2 separate regions of the Mus musculus genome follow, and region 2 is linked to region 1. The links are chromatin contacts, called in public HiChIP or PLAC-seq maps. All regions are on one chromosome and are shown on one strand. Each heading gives the region's core, a stretch centred on a gene start, on an enhancer-like site or on the middle of the called end of the contact. The rest is flanking DNA. Distances are from core to core; before and after follow the strand shown.

Region 1 (3,210 bases), core at 96-2,595:
TGAAGGCACACACACCTCCTGATTCCAGGGCGTAATCCACCATTCCAATCCTGTCCTCACTGTAGCGCTGCAGGGCCTGCTTGACGATCCGGTGCACCTGCTAAAACATGCCCCAGGCAGACATGGGATGTGATTGGGGCATACCAGGTACTGCGTGCATATCCATGAACTGGCCCTGCTGAACTGGCACCAGTAGTACCCAAGCAGGCTTTGTTCATTCCACCACCCACACACACTGAGCCCAGAATCTACACCTGAACCTCCAGCCAGGAGGGTCTATCATGTCCTAACACACATGAAGAGCTGGCAGTGTGAGACTTCCAGGGGAGAGGCAGCGTGTTGGGGGAACAGTCATCCCTTACCTCCTCTGTCACCCCAACTATGCCTTCTTTCTGCAGTATCTGTCCCAGGGACGCTGCGGCCTCCCTGGCTGACTTGCCCTGCATCTCAGCCATCTTGGTAAGGATCTTGTTCTCCAGCTCCTGCAGCTGAGCGTGCATCTCATCTCTCTGCAGGAGCCCGCTGCGCGCACCCCTGTCTCCAAGAAGGAACTGCCTGATCCAGTCAGGGAACTGGGATTCCACCTACAGACAAAGGCAGTGTCACTCAGAAGCTTGCACTAATGGCAGGGGCAGCTATGACAGGGTGGGTGGGCTGTCACTGGAGGAGGAAGCAGAGCTGGAAGGGAAGGCTGGAGCCCCTGAGAGAGGTGTTAGAGGCTAGGAACTCTCCAGGGAACAGAGACTGGGATTGGAAAGCATTTTCCCCAAGAGCCTAGGCCTGCATCAGATCAGCCATGCATGCGCCTCTAGAACAACAGGCCAAAGACGCTGCTCCAGCTGACAGATGCCCCCTCCCAGGCAGGTGGTCTCAGAGGGGAGGTGATTAGTAGGGCTCTGGGTACTTCCCGCTCACATCAGCCCTGGCAGCCTGGATCTTCTGTGGCAGCAGGCCCACTTCATCTGCCACCGAGTTCTGCTTCAGAGTCAGGGCAGCCAGCTCCTGCCGCAGGCTGGCCAGCTGGGCTTCCAGCCGTCCCAGCTCCTTCACAGAGCTCTCCTGGAAGGCCTCCTGGGTCATGCTAGTTCCAGATGGAGGGAAGCAAGGTAAGGCCACACTGAGGAAGGATGAGGGACCCCTGACTGACTCCTGTCATAAGCTGGAAGCCCATCACTGTGTGTGAAGTGCCAGGGCTGCCCTTGGAGTCTGGCAGTAGAACACAGCCCAGGAGCTTGGGTTTGCCTGTCTCACAGCTAATTCTGACCTGATTCTCTGTAGGCTTGGACAGCACAGTTCACAATGCCACAGCCTGCCATGCCTTCACATCTAGGTCATAAGAGCAGAAGGCATACAGAAAAGACCAGCCCACAGGCTCCAGTTTCACTGCCGTGCCTGTCCCTGCCTCCCCAAGGCCTTACCAACCTGCCTTGTACCGTAGAGGCCATAGGCAGGATCCTAAGCTAAGTCTCAGTCAACCAGGCAGAACCCTAACGGGGTGGCAGAGCAGGCCATGGCCAGGTGGCTGCCATTACCTTTTCCATTCTGTCTTCAGCTGCTGGACTCGGGCTTCGGACTCCTAAGAGCAGCAAGAAAGGGCAAGAATAAGCCAAGATGAGTTCAGAGAAGTCTGAGAGTTCTACATGGGAGTGTTTGCTTAACCACGACCTTGAACGGGTGCCCCAGCGCTTTCAGCAAAGATCAAAGCAGGGGAAGTCCTGTGAGTCTCAGCCCTTATCAGACTCATTCCCACCTAGGTTATGTTCACTGAGCACAACACACTCAGCACAGACACCACCCTTGCACCATGCACATCCCGGGGTCACTGTGGACCGTCTGTCCAAGGCAAGTTCAGGCCCCAGAGAAGGCATGAGACTATCCCACCCCCCTCTACTCAACATCCCAGCAGTATCCATGGTAGAACCAAGGACAGATGTAATTGGGTGAGATCCCAGTGCAGGGCTGCATGCCTAGCCCACTGACCTGAGAGGCCTGGACGATCTTCTTGAAGAGATCTTCCGAGTCTTGGTGATGCTCTGCCCTCAGGGTAGCCAATTCTTCCTACCAGATATGAGGACTGGTTGTTTTGGGTGTTTTTTTTTTCTTCTTCTTCTTCTTGTTTTCTTTTGAGGCAGCATCTCTCTATATAGTTATGACTATCCCAGAACTCCCTCTGTAGACAAGGCTGGCCTTGAACTCAGAGATCTCCCTGCTTCTACCTAAGTGAAGTGTTGGGATTAAAGGTGTGCACCACCACACCAAGAGGGTTTGACAGCTGCCCTCGGAATACTTGTGACTAGACATGGTCTAACTGGGTTCCTTCTAGGGTTTTTTCCGGGAGTTTCAGCTCCTGGTCTTATCTACAAGGCTCTGAAATACAAGGAATACCACCTGTGCCTGACACGTCTCTCACCATGGAAGACGGATCATCTTCATCTTGACAGGGCACCTGGCAAATGGCCCTAAGTGACACACTACCATCTCCCCCGGGCCCCATGGGGCCTCCTACATCCCACATGACTGTCAGGGTTTTCTATGGCATTGCCTTTATGAAATGTGCCACCCCACCTCCAGGCAACAATGTTCTCCCACCTGGATATGAGCCACTGTGTCCCTGCGCAAGTCCTCCTTCAGGGTAGCCTCGCGGCGGCTCACCAACCCTTCTAGGAGAGACAGGGCATCTTCATGGCTCAGGCTACTGCCTCCTCCATGGCCAGCAGCCCCCTGCCGCAGCTCCAGGCGTTCCAGCCGTATGGCCTCCTTCTGCCAGTTGGAGGAAAAGTCTGCAGCAAGGGCTTCCAGACGCCGCTCCAGAGAGTGAACCCGGGAGAGAACGCGCTGCTCAGCCTGGTGGGCCGGAAAGACAGAGCATGGGCCCAGGGCAGCACACCACAGGCTTCCCGAGTATGCGCTGCTCAGCCTGGTGGGCCAGAGGAAAGACAGAGCATGGGCCCAGGGCAGCACACCACAGGCTTCCCGAGTATGCGCTGCTCAGCCTGGTGGGCCGGAAAGACAGAGCATGGGCCCAGGGCAGCACACCACAGGCTTCCCGAGTATGCGCTGCTCAGCCTGGTGGGCCAGAGGAAAGACAGAGCATGGGCCCAGGGCAGCACACCACAGGCTTCCCGAGTATGTGCTGCTCAGCCTGGTGGGCCAGAGGAAAGACAGAGCATGGGCCCAGGGCAGCACACCACAGGCTTCCCGAGTATGCGC
Region 2 (3,262 bases), core at 599-3,098, 110 kb after region 1:
CAAGACAGCGCAGGGGGCCAAGACAGCGGGGTCTGGTCCACCCTTCCCCCACTGAGCTTGGAGCTCTTTGGACAAATTGGAGATTAAGAGGTTCTGCATCTTGCAGTCTCTTCTCCAAGGAGCTCTTCCCGTGTTGTGCTGGTGCCAAATTTGGTGAGAAGACCTGGGGCATCGTTAGTTCTTTAGGGAAACTACGGAGGCAGACACTGACCGCCTTGCATTAAGTGGCCATCAGGGATCGTCTTGCTCTCCTCTTCCCAGGCTCTGTTCTTCCTCATCAAAAACAAAACAAAACAAAACAAAACAAAAACAAAAACACCCCTAACTCTCCAAGATGGCTTCCCATGAAGTTCTTCGCTCTCTTGCCAAACAGGCTATGTTCACCATGCCCCACCCCATCTTCATTGGAACCTCCAGAAATATCAGGATTAGGGGTAGACAGGCTCAGGACCCGAAAGCTGGTAGTCCAGTGTGAATGATCAAATTCAGGTTGAAGTAATTTAAGGTCAAATTCAAGCCGGGCCCCCAAGTGCTATGGGAGAAGGTACAGAATACACTCCAAAGGAGGTGGGCAGTTATAGGGCATGGGAGGCCAGTGTTTTGCCAGGAGGTAAGCCTATCTATACTCAACAGCTCCAAGACTCTAAATCACAAAACAGGCCAGTGTGTTCAAGGCTGGAGGAGATGAAGGGTCTCACTAGCGAAAAGAACTTCCCAGTCACCTCCTCCCCTGAGTATGCCCCACCTGCTTCACTCACCCGCTTCCTGGAGCACAGTCGATCCCCCACCCCCAGTTCCTGGTTTCATCCCTGATTACCCCACTCCCAGGCCCCTCTGGCTGGGCTGGCTACGGCCCGCTGCCAGGGACTTGTCAGGGACTCACAACCACCCCCTGCCCAGCTGGGGCCCCTCTGGAAAAGCCTGCCCGCCTAGGCAGCGGCGGATCTGTCCCTCCCTTGCAGGCCGGCCCTGTGCTGCGCCCTGGCTGGGGGCCCGAGCGGGGGCTGCTGGGGCTGGGCCAGGTTACCTTTAGGAGGAAAGTTTTGGGTTTAGGTCCCCTCTTCTTGGGCCCATACAGCTCACGTTCCCTTTCCCTGTAGTCAAGAAACGCCAAAGATGAAAAAGGGTCCCTTCCTGGGCCCCACTCCCCGACCCTGCCCGCCTTTCCCGCTTCCCTGCGCGGCGCCCCACCGCGCCTGCCAGCTTCTCCAACTCACTTCTGCTCGAAGGCTGCGATGAGCCTCGAATCCAGAATGTTCTCCTCTGGCTCCCAAGTGCTGTACCTGCCGAGTCACGCGTACAGAAGAGCAAAATGAAAACCCAAGGGGCAGGGGCACACCGCGAGGGCTCAAGCACGCACCCCCTATCCAAGGCCCAGGTGTCTTCTTGCCGCCTCCCCAGTCCCCATGCCAACGACCCACGACACTCACTTGATCGCCCACCCTTTCCATTTCACCAGGTACTCGATGCGTCCCTGAAAAACAGAAAGGAAAAAAAAAAAAATAGGGGGTGGGGGTGGGGAAGATGCAGGGACGCGAGGAGGCGGCGGCGCGGGGGTGGCTGAGGGAACCCGGCTAGCCGGACCACTGCACCCCGAGGGCCCCGCGGGCTCCGACACCACCGCGGGGAACACAGGGCTGTCCCGGCCGAGGGCTCACCTTGCGGATCCGGCGTTTAATGATGGATTCGGCCGCGAAGACCCGCTCGCCTACTGCAGACAGCTCCATCTTGCTCAGCGGCACCCACAGCCCATAATACTCCCTGCTCCCGCGGCCGGTGCTGCACCGCTCGCGCACGCGCCCCAGCGCTCAGGCCCCCGGCGGGCGGGCGCTCGGCGGGGCGCGCGCTCGCGTTCCAGCTGCGGGCCGTCACGTGATGCTCCGGGCCTGAGCGCCGTTGCCAGGGCCTCCCCCTCCCCCGGGGCGGTTGCTAGGGAAAATGAGCGCTCGCGGGGCGGGGGCGCGCGAAGGCTCTTAAAGGGGCCTGTCCTCTCCCCCGCAGTCCTGGCGGGAGACCGATGGATGCTTGGCTGCTGCCAAGCCGAGTGAGGTGCAGTGCAATCCTACATTGTCCCACTTCATCCTGCAGGCCCAGGATCCCTGCCACCTCCTACCCTCCTTGTAACTCCTCATGCCAGAATTGCCAGGCCCTCGACAGAGAGATGCGATAGGCCCAGGAGTCTCTAGGCGCTGTGCATCCTCCTGCAGACGTTTGCAAACAGTTAAATATGATACAGCAGAAATGCATTCACTGCAGCTTTGCCAGGCCTTGTGGGGATTTCTTTAACACATCACCCCATCCATTATTTATGTATTCGTGGGAGTGTGGTTTTGTAACCGGTTCAGATAAGTTAAAACAAAAACGCCACAGCAGGAAGGGGGCGGCGGGGGGGGGGGGGTGACTGCAGAGGTGACCCAGGCCTGCGACCATGGTCTCAACACCTACAAGTAGACCTTGGCGAGTGTGTTTATAAACCAAAGAGAGAGAGGTCTCAAAAGAGAACCGCAGGGCATCCCAGATTGAGTCCAAAGCAGTCTTTCTTTGGGTCACTCAGCAGAACCCGCCTTCATGGTCAAATCTGTATTGGGATTTTCAGGCCGCAGGCCACAGCATAATTCTACAAACCACAGCTGCAGGAATGACTCCGCCATTGCTCCTGGGAGGCGCAAGTGGGATCTGGAACTTTCCCTCTTGGATGTAGCCCACCTCGCTGGAAACACACATTGAAAAATTATTTAATCGGAGTTTCCATTAGGCCAGTGGTCTTGTTCTTTGCAAAAAGAAAAAAAAATTAACCACATATAAATAAGGAAACGAAAGGGAAGGAGCAATTCATAACCTGTATTAAGTCATTGGGGTCCTCTAGCCCAGTTCTTTCCCTAAACTCGGGCCTGCATGAATATGCATAGATACATCACCTACTTGGAGAACACAGGCACACATGTTCTATCTATTTAAATGTTTAAGCACTATAGGGTTGTACTATTCACACTGGAGATGCTATCCTCCCTTAATGATATTGATTGGACATTAACACTGATTTTGCTCTGTTCACCTGTTGTCTAGGGCTGGGCTGGAGGAGGGGTGGGGATTTGTAAGGGTCAGGATTATCTTTTGATTTCATGATTGGCTTATTAGAATGGGGTGGGGGCACAGGGTTGTACAAGTCTCCCCGCGATTGCACCATTTCTTGAAGGTGCAAATTCACTGATGAAAATCTCAGCTTTCCATCCCTGCACGCCTGCAGATATGTATAGAAAGT

What was found. HiChIP or PLAC-seq counts read pairs in DNA pulled down with a chosen protein or histone mark.
Region 2: an H3K4me3 HiChIP or PLAC-seq map of the SCID.adh cell line shows a contact between it and region 1, with 15 read pairs. The contact joins the promoter of Cbx6 here to the enhancer-like site in region 1. A contact is called at or near these places in 1 of 15 datasets of contacts at CTCF or cohesin (stem cell-derived epiblast-like cells), 2 of 484 Hi-C or Micro-C datasets (CD4 T cells and regulatory T cells), 6 of 115 datasets of contacts at active chromatin or transcription factors (the 230-238 cell line, the SCID.adh cell line, embryonic stem cells and 2 more) and 4 of 9 other capture datasets (adipose tissue, embryonic stem cells, liver and 1 more).

What each region holds. Positions count from the first base shown.
Region 1 is chr15:79,727,501-79,730,710 of GRCm38.p6, forward strand. It overlaps Sun2 (Sad1 and UNC84 domain containing 2), which reads right to left. Exons shown (of 18, transcript NM_001205345.1): 9 at 2,590-2,844; 10 at 1,981-2,058; 11 at 1,533-1,576; 12 at 916-1,081; 13 at 363-584; 14 at 16-100. Among named protein-coding and RNA genes, the nearest start is that of Sun2, 13 kb to the right of the region's middle. Within about 2 kb of position 1,346, at least 40 of the 459 cell types and tissues checked have an H3K27ac peak or open chromatin away from gene starts, as enhancers often do. A contact at or near this core is called in the SCID.adh cell line and regulatory T cells, where this site is marked.
Region 2 is chr15:79,832,485-79,835,746 of GRCm38.p6, forward strand. It overlaps Cbx6 (chromobox 6), which reads right to left and starts at 1,849. Exons shown (of 5, transcript NM_028763.3): 1 at 1,659-1,849; 2 at 1,431-1,474; 3 at 1,218-1,283; 4 at 1,028-1,094. The coding sequence starts at 1,727. Npcd (neuronal pentraxin chromo domain) reads right to left here and starts at 1,849. Exons shown (of 9, transcript NM_001013362.2): 1 at 1,659-1,849; 2 at 1,431-1,474; 3 at 1,218-1,283; 4 at 1,028-1,094. The coding sequence starts at 1,727.